Linked DNA regions of Mus musculus: regions 1 and 3 are each linked to region 2. Evidence: chromatin contacts called from public HiChIP or PLAC-seq data. All regions are on one chromosome and are shown on one strand. Each heading gives the region's core, a stretch centred on a gene start, on an enhancer-like site or on the middle of the called end of the contact. The rest is flanking DNA. Distances are from core to core; before and after follow the strand shown.

Region 1 (3,613 bases), core at 20-2,519, 340 kb before region 2:
TTTTTTTTTGATGCTGGTGAGGGAAACAAGAGGGAATAAAAAATAAGGATAGGAGACAAATTGTCATATCAGTCCAGAGTACATTTTATGAAAAATTGTTTCTTAACACGACACACATCAGTATATCTTCCAGGAATGAGAACACAATCTTTATATTTTTCTCCAAAAAACTGAAGGTAAATAAATGAATGCTGACTCCCTAAGGGAAGGCCAAGCAATCTTATAACTCATTTGCATCCAAGCTGACCCAGTAGTGCAGTATTGAGTGTGCATGGCTTTTAGGTTTTCTCTTGTGAAAGAAGCTTCAGAATAATCTTTATTTTGTTTTTACATTCTGACGAGTTACCTATGTTTTTAAAATAAGAAACATGTTCTAAGGTTTATATGTATGTCACGTACCGTGCTGATGCTTAACAAACTAAAATCCAGCAAATGTATGAATGAGATTTTTGTTGTTGTTGTTGTTGTCTCATTGGATGGGACAGCAAATCAGAAGTAAGCTAGCAGGGAGGAAGGATGCTATTAATCACTTAATACACACCATTTTCTAGACCATTCTGTGCAATTAAGACTTGACCTGCCCACAGAGGTGTGTGTTGGTGAGAGCCGAGTGCCACGGGCAGACTCTGGTGCCCAGTGCACAGACACATACTCTGGTCAGGTGTATTATGGGATCCACCTCATTTCTGAGGGAGGCTCTTTGAATTCTTTGAGGAGTAGATGTTAGCATAGTGTCTGGCCCATGGTAGGTATGATCACTGTTCTTTCCTAGACTCGGAAAACATGGGTGGGTATCTATGATGTTTCAGAGACTGAGAAGAGTTGAAGGTGATTAAATTACTTTCAAACCATCAATGAGAATACAGAGTGATGGGAAGGAGAGACAATCACACAGCAGCTTAAACTCAAGGCGAGAAGTTCAAAGAAGGGAAATGTAGCCAGGCTATAGAGTTAAGTAGACTTAGCAATCAATTAGGATGCTTTTCTCATAATGCATTCATAATCTCGAGTAGTAGAAGCTAGTTTCAGTTTGTGGCAATGGAGCTACGTTGTATGACCCAAAGTAAGTCACTTAACTTCTTGGGCATCTTTCCCGATTGTAGAGTGAGTTTTGAACCAGTAGCATGCGTCAGTCCCCTAGCACTAGCTCAGTTACACCTGTCTTGTGAGTTTCTTCCCGACTTACATTTCAGCCACCTTATCTTGACAACCAAAAGTCAGCATGATGGGAGTGTTATTTCACAGGGATTGGCAAATATTGCACATTAGAGCTTTGTCCTTCCACCCTGGAATGGTTATGAAATATTTACTGGCATTCCTGAAGTGAACCAATCAACTCCAATGTATGTTCCAACTGTGACAATCCTGATCTCTGGGACTGCTTTTCTACAATTACCCGTCACTCCGGGGCCATCAACCTGAATATATGAGAATCGTGTTTACCTCACGACTCCAACTTTCTCCCCTAGCTCTATGCCAAACCGGGCTAGGACAAAAATTTGAATGTTTATGATGGTAGAGACTTCAGAAATATTCTCACTTCCATATATTTCTGCCTCCATCCATTGAATCCTGTGATGGGTCTGAATCAGACTTCAACACAGAATGTCTTGCTCTCTACTTCTCTTCGTTTTTTTTTTTTTCTTTTTGAAATAGTGCGAGTCATTTAACTGATTTTTTGACTAAATAAAACGTACAAAGATGATTCAAACAGACTGACTGATTCATTCCCTTGAAATGTGCACATAGCAGATGAAACCAAATCACCTATAAAACATTTTCTTATTTCTCTGCAGTTGGTTGCAAGAATACGCTCACTGAACAAACATTTCCTGGGAATGAGCACCCCTGTGCCATCTTGGTCATTAAGTTTGTGGTATTTAGGAGTCTCTTCATGAAAGACTGCCTGTTAACTATGAATTTGGGCTCAGGCCAACCTTCCAACCTGCCATTCAACTCTTCTCTACTACCTATCCGTTTCTAGTTTTCTTAGTGAACTACTTGGTCGCAGCATTGCCCCCAAGTCTAGCAATGTGGAGGATTCTCTAGGTTTCTATTGAGCAGGGTCTGTGCTTGCCAGCAATTCTATCAGCAGCCAAAGCATAGTGCTGTATTTAAGGACTGATTCCTCAGGGAAGTTTTCAGCAGGTGTAATGGGACATTACATCTTTTTAAAGGAGGAAAAACTTCATAAACTTTGACACAATTAACTTTGCTTTAGGGACTGATTTTTCCTAGAAGTCACATGGTATGTTACTCTGTTGAAAGCACCTTCTAGTTTGCAAGATATCCTCAGCTATATAATTTTTTTCCTAATTACAGTCATAAGGCAACTATTATTCTGATTTTTTCAGATGACATGTGTGTTGGAAGAGAATGAAATGTTAGCCAAAGGTGCACATGGAATCAAGGTCCCCTCAGTACTTATAAATTTGTAAAAACACACGATGCCTGTTTGAACTGTGCTTAATTAGTCGCAATTCTAGGGGAAAGGTTGTATTCAAAAGACATAGTACTTAAGTGAACAGTTATTTATATCCGCTCAGCTCCTATTGTCTCTTCCTCTGGCAGCTCTTTCGAAATCCCTCACTACCCCATCTACTGAGATTGCCCATCAATCATGATGCTCTCTTCTCACTGCAGGAAGAGGACGCTCACCAGTCTGGCGTTTCAATGAGCTCTAGTCGTCTGAGCCAGTGCTCAGTTAGGGTGAACATACGACCAAAGCAAGGACAACCATATGGATGCTGGCAGAGAATCACTCATGTTCAGAGATTCCAAAGATACAGATGATACTACCTTGCAGTCTCTGAGGACCATCTTGGCTACTGTGTGGGGAGAGCCAGCCTGAGTGTGAAGCTGATGCTGCAGGCAGAAAAGCTTAAACATGGAGAGGTGGAGGCTCTCACTACCAGTTGGCTATCTGTATCCCACCATGTTTTAAGGTTACAGGAGCCAGTAAAATTGTTTCTTGCATTCTTCCTTTTGGGTCAGCAGTTTCATAATGATTCCTTTATTCCTTGCAAATCACATACAAACAATATCCAGTAAAAAAATACTTATGGATTTGGGAGTTCATACATAAGATCAAATGGATAAAAGCAACTTTACATAAATTTTCAGAGAAGATCAGGCATGTTCAGGGTGGCATGGCTGGGGACTATGTACAGTACTCAAAGAAATGGAAAGAAAGGATTTCTCTGTGTTTTTGAACCATTACTCGTAAATACCTCCTCGACTGGCATCCTGGAAGCCTGCTCATCAGCTCAGACTGCTAAGGTGGTACACTCTCATCTTTCTCCTATGTATTTTTGAAGTAGAATATGTAGAATGAGCTCAAGATGAAAATAATGTATCCAAATGATGACCTGACACATACAACTCTAAAAGATTTCAGTACGTTTTATTATATAAAGAGAACTTGTTATTCTGGAAGATGGCCGAGATGCCATATTGAGGAAGTTAAACTATAAAACAATCACCCCTCCAAGTAAGAGGGCCAGCCTGAGTGTGAAGCTGATGCTGCGGGCACATCCCCGGAAATAATCGTAGCCCTCTATAAACTGATATTCTTTCCACTAGATTTAGTGTAGGATTATAAGGATGGAGATGG
Region 2 (3,531 bases), core at 396-2,895:
ATCACAAAGCACCAGAATTTAAAACTAGGGCTGGCACACACACAATGAAAGTTTGCCTGAGTCATTCATTATCTGTTAGGATGCTTGTGGGTCCTTATAGATCCTTTTGCGTGTTCCTTACTTGGAGAGCATAAGGATCAGCAAGCAACATCCTTGTTTGGTGTTTGTTTACCTGCTGGTTTTCTTTTTTACTCCCTGTCCAACCTACAATGGTGCTCCAGATATCCTTGTTGAGTTCCTGATCCCAGGGCATAGCATTTCACTAAGTAGGGTGACCAACCGACTTCTCTACTGTTTGTTGTAAAGAGAATCCTTGACCAGATTAAGGAAGTTTACATCTGTCCTAGATTGCCAGAATGGGTGCTTTCTACCATGAAGAGATGCAGGATTTAGCCAATGTTTTTTCTGTGCCCATACAATAGTGTTTTTAAAATATGAATGATTGCATTGATTTTTATCTTTTAATTTTGTTTATTTGTATCATTTTTCTTAAAGCCGTTCTTACATTGATTTTTTTATAGATTTTCTGCATTTAGATGTACTGCATCTATTCGTGATGTATTATTCTTTCTCTTTATTGTTAGATTCTATTTGCTAATGTTTTCACAGTAGGTCATCATGTTCATCATGGAGGCAAGGCTCTTCTAGCTGTCTGGTTTACTCTATCTGAGATTCCTAACCCTCACTGCTCCAACTTTTTCTCTGCCACAAAACGTCACTGCTCCAAGTCCTAGAAGATGGATCAGCTCATTTCTCACTTGCTCAGATCTTGCCCTCCAGTTTTTCTCTTTCGTCCTTCCAAGACGTCCTCCCTAGTTCTCTCAGTAGATTCCATCACTGACTGTGTTGCCCTGTCCTGCAATTTTCCCTTTGTGTGTGGTCTTTCAGAACAGACAACATAATTAACTGAAAGAATACTGTTTTTCTTGCTGGGCAGAATGGCTGCACTCTCAGCACGCGGAACACTATGAGAAGAGGGTCTCAAGAAGTAAGAGAACTTGTCTCAGAACAATGAGAGAACCATGTGTATATTACTAAGAATAATAATATAACTGTGTAATGATACAAAGAAAGAATAGATTTTTATATAAGTGTACCCACTGCATATACATTGTAACTATTTAAACATGCATGTGCATACTTATGTACATAATATTTACATTTATATTCTATATAGTCATATATTTACATAAACACATATGTTTTATGCATATAAGCATCAGTCTTTTTTTACCAGTCTGTCTTCATGTCTGAGTTTAACCTTCTGAGATCTAGGAAACATTTGGGAAATCTTTTCTGAGCTCACAAACTTAACTGCTGTGAAGAAAGCCATGCTGATATCCACGCCAGTCTCACATTTTCTAGGATTTGATTGCCTGTTGCAGAGCAAGAGACTTACTAAGTTTTTTGGAATGATTGTGCCATACGCACATTCGTGCACAAGTGTCGTTTTCTCTTTCTTGTTTCTCTGGGTCTCCTTTAGAATTTCCCTTTATAAAAACCAGGCAATATTCCTGGGCACATTTTAACACCACAATTAGTCATGGATGTGGTGATTCATCAGGCTGGCTTATAAAGCAAAGGCAGCCTTGCCCTTCCTAAGCATTGAGTTTGGCAACTCTTTTCCCTCCTCTGAATCAGACGTGTATTTGTTTGAGTAATCAAGAAAGAACTGTCTGTCTTGTGACCTTAGAGGTTGGTGAAAGGGAGCAACTGAGTGGTTTTGGCGCAGGAAAGTTAGCAGAACAATGCAAATCTGTAAAGCAGTGAGCCTCTCTACTTGGCCGCTTCCTCTGGGTAGACTTGAATGTCACACAAGCCTCTGATTGCCAACAGGCTTTTTCATCCTCCAAGAAAACTATTTTAATATAGGCAAAATGGATTTCAGATCTTATTTTAAAAGCTACTCTCAAATGCTCTCTGTGCTCATTTGTTAAATGTTCTGTCTTCCTTCAAGAGCAACAGGCCTTTACCAAATGAGCATTTTGAATCCTACTGTGATAATAGTGAGTGAGAGGCAGCTTAACAGCATGGGTACGACAGGGGAAAAGCTACCCTATAACCCAGCTAAGGAATGAATGAATCAGACTGATGCAAATTAGGGGAGACAATGGAATAGCTTAGAGATGGTTACTGAAGCCATTTCAAAGACACATGTGAAGGCTGACAACCAGGGAGTCTGAGGACTTTGAATAAGATGACAGCTCTGATGACAATAGAGCAAAGAGAATCTGCTGAAAGCAAAGGATTCACTTTACAATGGATTCCCTCCTTCTGATTGTCAGTTAACCAATGGGTATAAAAAAGATATCATTGGATGAAGATCAAATGTTAAATTTTAAGTATGTTTTGCTAGATTAGTTACAAGATTGTCTTTCTTATTTATATACACACAGAGAGACAAGTGCACGTGTGCACATACACACATAAAATTTTTATCATTAGAGATATGTACAATGTCCTGAAAAGATCAAATAGAGGTACAACCCACAATGTAGAGAAACATGTAAGGAGACTCCTGTCACCCCTTGGGTTGATATCTTTTGAATTGGTGCCTTTTATTTTGAAATCTCTAGAACAAATCCACAGCATTTTTCTCCCACTTGAGGCGTTTGCTCCATGGGTGGAGCTGAACTGATTATACCTCTTCTTCAAACCCTCTTGCCAAGTGGTTCTACCGTAGATGTTACCTGGGGTCAGTTGCATGTGTGGCACTTAGGTAGATGTCTTCCCAAAAGAAATTTACCTTGAAAGTAAAGTCTCTCATAAAAAGAAACAGGATAATGTACTGTGAAAATATGGACAATATTGGACACAACACTATCAAACCACCAGTGAGTACTCTTACCGTAGAGTGATATTGCATGGCATGTATTGGTGACCACTGATTTAGATTAAGTTCCTACACTAGACCGAGATGATCAGACTACACTGTAATAGAGTTATTCCTGATAGATAAACAAAGCAAAGTTGGAAGAAAACTAATCTTTAAAACAAATAAGCAACCTCAGGGCTTTCTAGCATCCAAGAAGAAGATCCCAGTCAACCACAGTATAGGACACTCCCCTCTTTTCCGACTTTAAAAGGAAAGCAATCATTCCTGGTTGTTTACTTCAGCCTTTTCTGCCAAAATAAACCCCGCTTCCATGCTCTGCTGAGCTCACTGGAGCCCCTCTTCATCCTCAGGGAGGATGATGCTAATTTATGAGTTACCCATAAAAGCAAAAGAGATTACCCAACTAAATTTGAGAAATGAAAGATCAAGAGTTTTAAATAGTTAAATTCAGGAGTACCACTTGAGTGGGTACATTAAAATTCCTCATGGAAAATAAAACACAAATGACTAACATGCAGGGAATTGGAGTTTATGTCATAAAAAAGACAAACAAAAATCTTTCTATCTCCCAACAAGAGAAGATTTTCTTTGCCTAGGCTCCTGTGCCTTTAAAAAGAACATGTCAATTCCAGCTCTAACCATCCTGCCTTCCTCTTCCTCAAGAGTTGTACCTATCCAGGCAGCTCTGTCTCTGT
Region 3 (3,552 bases), core at 1,003-3,502, 260 kb before region 2:
TTGTTTAAAAATTGCTGTGCATCAAGCACATTCCGAGGTTAGGAATCTAACTGTAACCAAATCCTTGCCCCCAAAGAGATTACAGCTTATCGATTGTGGAGACAGCCTGAGACACATTAAATGGTAGGAATGAAGTACATGGATTCCCATGGTCACAGGGATTCCCTGTGATTCAAAGAAAACAATTTTCTTCCCTTGTTGATGACAGAATCCAAGGGTCAGGTGCCTGGGGTTCCTAGTTATGATTCTGAGTGTGGAATGAAGACTTTGGTGAAAAAGGAAGTGACTGAAGTTAGCAGATGATAAAATCCAGAATTGGTAAAATGCTACCCACTTCATTGAGAAGGAGTTGGATGTGGTGGGGCGTGGGCTCCCAAGGGTGCTGACTTAGCCTCGTAGTTCATGTTAAGCAAGTGTGGCTAAGAGTGGGAAGAGCTATTTAAAGAGGCAGCTGATAACAACAGTTCTTAACCTTGGGTCTCCCACAGGAAGAGTGGGAGGGAGAGCAGTGGAAAACAGTGGCAGACAAGAGGAAACAAAAGTTATCTCTTGGATAAGTAGATGGGGCCAGGGATGGAGAACAAGAAGAAACTAAAGATGCTGATGTTTTAGATTTGCACAGGGGCCCTCTGACCCCTTTGAATTTCTGAAGATATGGAAGCCTCTTTGAGGAGACTCTTAGCTCTTTTAAGGGATCCATTAAAGTCAGGATGAATTTTATCATCACATGAATTGGCTAGTTGCCTTGTTTATCTGTTACCAGAAATTCTGGGGAACACCTTTGCAACTTCCAGATGATACCGTGAAAATCGGGGTACCTTCTTGGAGCTCTTAGTTTTATTGATAAAAATTTAAGGATGACTTCAAATAGAAGCCTAAAGACAATTTTAAAAGAAATATCCTAGAATGGGCGAGCTATATCATATACTATATCAGAAGAGGAGTCTGAAAGGAGAAGGAAAAGAGGCCATGTCATTTGAGTTAAACTGTCCAAGGATGTCAGCCACATAGTGAGGAGGAGAGCTTTAGAGAAAGAATGAAGCCCAAGGCATTAGTGAATGCATGCTTCGGAAAAAAAAAAAAAAAAGGAAAGGAGAAAAGGAAAAAAGTTATGCTCTTTTAGAAAATTTCATGGACATTCACATAAAGCATCAGGTCTGCTCTCTCTAAGAGACTGAGGTGGGATGCCTGAGAAGTGAACACACACTATCTCACTTTTTACAGGGTTATTATACTGCCTAGGTCCACAGCATTGCTTCCCATGAGCCTGCCTTCCTAGTGGTGGTCCTACATTAGGAGTGATCCCTTGGCCAGGTGATTGACTAGTCCAACTGCGCATGTCAAGTTTCCACCCAGGCCAGGGACTTCATTCTCTTCACCAGAAGGACTTTGCTATACCTTCATGGGCCTTCACTGTTTCAGTGGCACTTCTGGCTTAAAAAATCTAGACGGCCAGAGGGCAAGAATCTTTCATGATAACGTTCAGAACAGGAGTAAGAGTTTGCCCCTAGATATGTCTAAACCTTGCTGATCTAGTAAAATTCAACTTTGAGAGTCCACCATGGTTTTATGCATCTGCCTTCTCTGCCTTTCTTTGAAAGCATTTGTAAGGATCTTGCAATATCATTTTAATGAGGTTCTGTAAAGTGACTACCCATTAAGAGGTTATTAAGGCCTTTTCAGGGAGAGTATATAAAATAAGCATGCAGAAGAGGAGGAATCATTAAGTCTGGAAGGGAGAAACTCAAAATGCTGAGAAAAGAAGCCTAAGCAAAGACAGTGTGGAGTGACTGCCAGCCATGGATCAGTCATGTCCAGTGAATAGAGACTTCCTGCCACGTGTAAGCGCAGCAGGAAATGGAGCATCAGGGAAGATCTTGTTAGTCCTAAAGTCACCAGAGCCTTCCTATTCCTTTTCAGCTTTTGGTGACCTACTGAGCTCTGATGGAAGTGTTTTTGACTAAGGTGGACTCTCTCAGGACTGCTCCATCTTTACTCCCTGAATTGTGGTTTTTACATTTCTATCCTTTCTTCCTTGGGCTTTTGTGAGGGACAAAGTACTTGACAGGACACTGAATTCCTAGCGCTAATATTAAATCTTTCAAAGAAAAAGGTGAGACCCTCCCTTTGTCCTCTTCCCTCCCCCTCAGCTAACATTTTGTCCAGCTTCTTTGTCTGGCTGCAGAGGATCGGCGAGAGCTGCTGACAATTGCTTAGTCACAGTGCATACTTAACCAGTTGCCACATAGTTTCTGATTACATTATTGATAACACTGATAATAGCAGTAGTCACAGCAACTCACTCCATACTTCACATTCAATGAACAGCTCTAAGCATTGGAACTGCAGTCTAAGCCCTACGATGTAAGCGCTGTTGTGACAACATCATTTTAATGCTATGTCCACATACCAGAATAACAGTAGTAGGTCCTCTGCTAAGGATATGGCTTCTATTTTACAGATAATTAAGTTGAGGCAGTGGGTTGGGGATGGTGTAAAGTAATTTACTGAAATTGCACAGCCAGAAAGTGGTAGAGCCTAGTTTTGAACCTGGCTGGATTGTTGTTTAGCAAAAGTATGGAAACAGTTTGCATAATAAAAGCAAAAAATATACTACATGCAAGATGGGGTACCCTTGAATAACCCCACTTTTTGATAACCAAGCATTGAATCTTTTACGATATTCTTGCCACATGCTGAGTTGACTTAACAGTTGTAGTTGTTTTTACTCTTCTTTTAATGTAACTTATATTTTCTACACTAACATTTTATGAATTGTGAGCTATATATTTTTTTTGGCCCTTAACTTATTTTCCCAATCCAGATGGCACCTTATGAGACTGCCAAAATACATAAGAACCATACTAATATCAACATCTCATTTTATAAGGAAAAATACCCCTCCATTTTAAAAGCTCATCCATTCAAAATCTGGAAGCTTAAATCTGTAGGTATTCAAGAACTTCACCTGTTGGTCATCAGAGAAGCAGAGTCTCTTAAAGGAGAGTGAGAATTCCCTTTCTTTTTCTATGCTCAGAAGGCTCCAGAGAGCATGTCCCAGCAGGTGTTATCAGTAGCAATTAAACTGCGAAGCAATTAAGTGGTCCTTCTGCATAGCTGCAGAAGAGTTCAGTGCAATCCTAGGAGAGTGGAAGAACACCTGATGATCGAGTTCTGGCACTGCAAGCAACAAGAAGTCATTCACTGTTATTTGTAGCCACTCGAAGGTACTCATCAAATCATTCCAACAATTATGAAGAGATCCAAGAGCAATCTGTGGTTCCTAGCTCTAGAGAAAGAGACAGGAGCTGGTGTCACTGTGCTCTCGAGGAATTTATAATCCAAAAGAGGAAAGCAGAAAAGTAAGGAAAAATATCATAGGTGCAATGGCTGCAGCATGGGTGGCTGGAGAGAGATGGTGGTCGACTATAGGATGTGCTTGAAGGTTTCTTGGCATAGTAGTCACCTGAACTGAGTTTTGAAAGATTCGTTTGTTTTCAAGGTGGAACACTTAGTAAAAAGTACAATGTTAAAGAGGTGAAGGTGACACCA

What was found. HiChIP or PLAC-seq counts read pairs in DNA pulled down with a chosen protein or histone mark.
Region 1: a contact with region 2 is called in a CTCF HiChIP or PLAC-seq map of the NIH/3T3 cell line, with 5 read pairs. The contact joins two enhancer-like sites.
Region 3: a FOXA1 HiChIP or PLAC-seq map of pancreatic cancer cells shows a contact between it and region 2. The contact joins two enhancer-like sites. A contact is called at or near these places in 1 of 484 Hi-C or Micro-C datasets (muscle stem cells) and 1 of 115 datasets of contacts at active chromatin or transcription factors (pancreatic cancer cells).

The regions. Positions count from the first base shown.
Region 1 is chr6:17,483,632-17,487,244 of GRCm38.p6, reverse strand. The region is part of intron 1 of Met (met proto-oncogene); the gene reads right to left. Among named protein-coding and RNA genes, the nearest start is that of Met, 21 kb to the right of the region's middle. Within about 2 kb of position 1,269, at least 26 of the 459 cell types and tissues checked have an H3K27ac peak or open chromatin away from gene starts, as enhancers often do. A contact at or near this core is called in the NIH/3T3 cell line, where this site is marked.
Region 2 is chr6:17,141,330-17,144,860 of GRCm38.p6, reverse strand. All of the region lies in intron 1 of Gm4876 (predicted gene 4876), which reads left to right. Among named protein-coding and RNA genes, the nearest start is that of Gm4876, 29 kb to the left of the region's middle. Within about 2 kb of position 1,645, at least 108 of the 459 cell types and tissues checked have an H3K27ac peak or open chromatin away from gene starts, as enhancers often do. A contact at or near this core is called in the NIH/3T3 cell line and pancreatic cancer cells, where this site is marked.
Region 3 is chr6:17,401,976-17,405,527 of GRCm38.p6, reverse strand. No RefSeq gene overlaps it. Among named protein-coding and RNA genes, the nearest start is that of Gm46953, 22 kb to the right of the region's middle. Within about 2 kb of position 2,252, at least 12 of the 459 cell types and tissues checked have an H3K27ac peak or open chromatin away from gene starts, as enhancers often do. A contact at or near this core is called in pancreatic cancer cells, where this site is marked.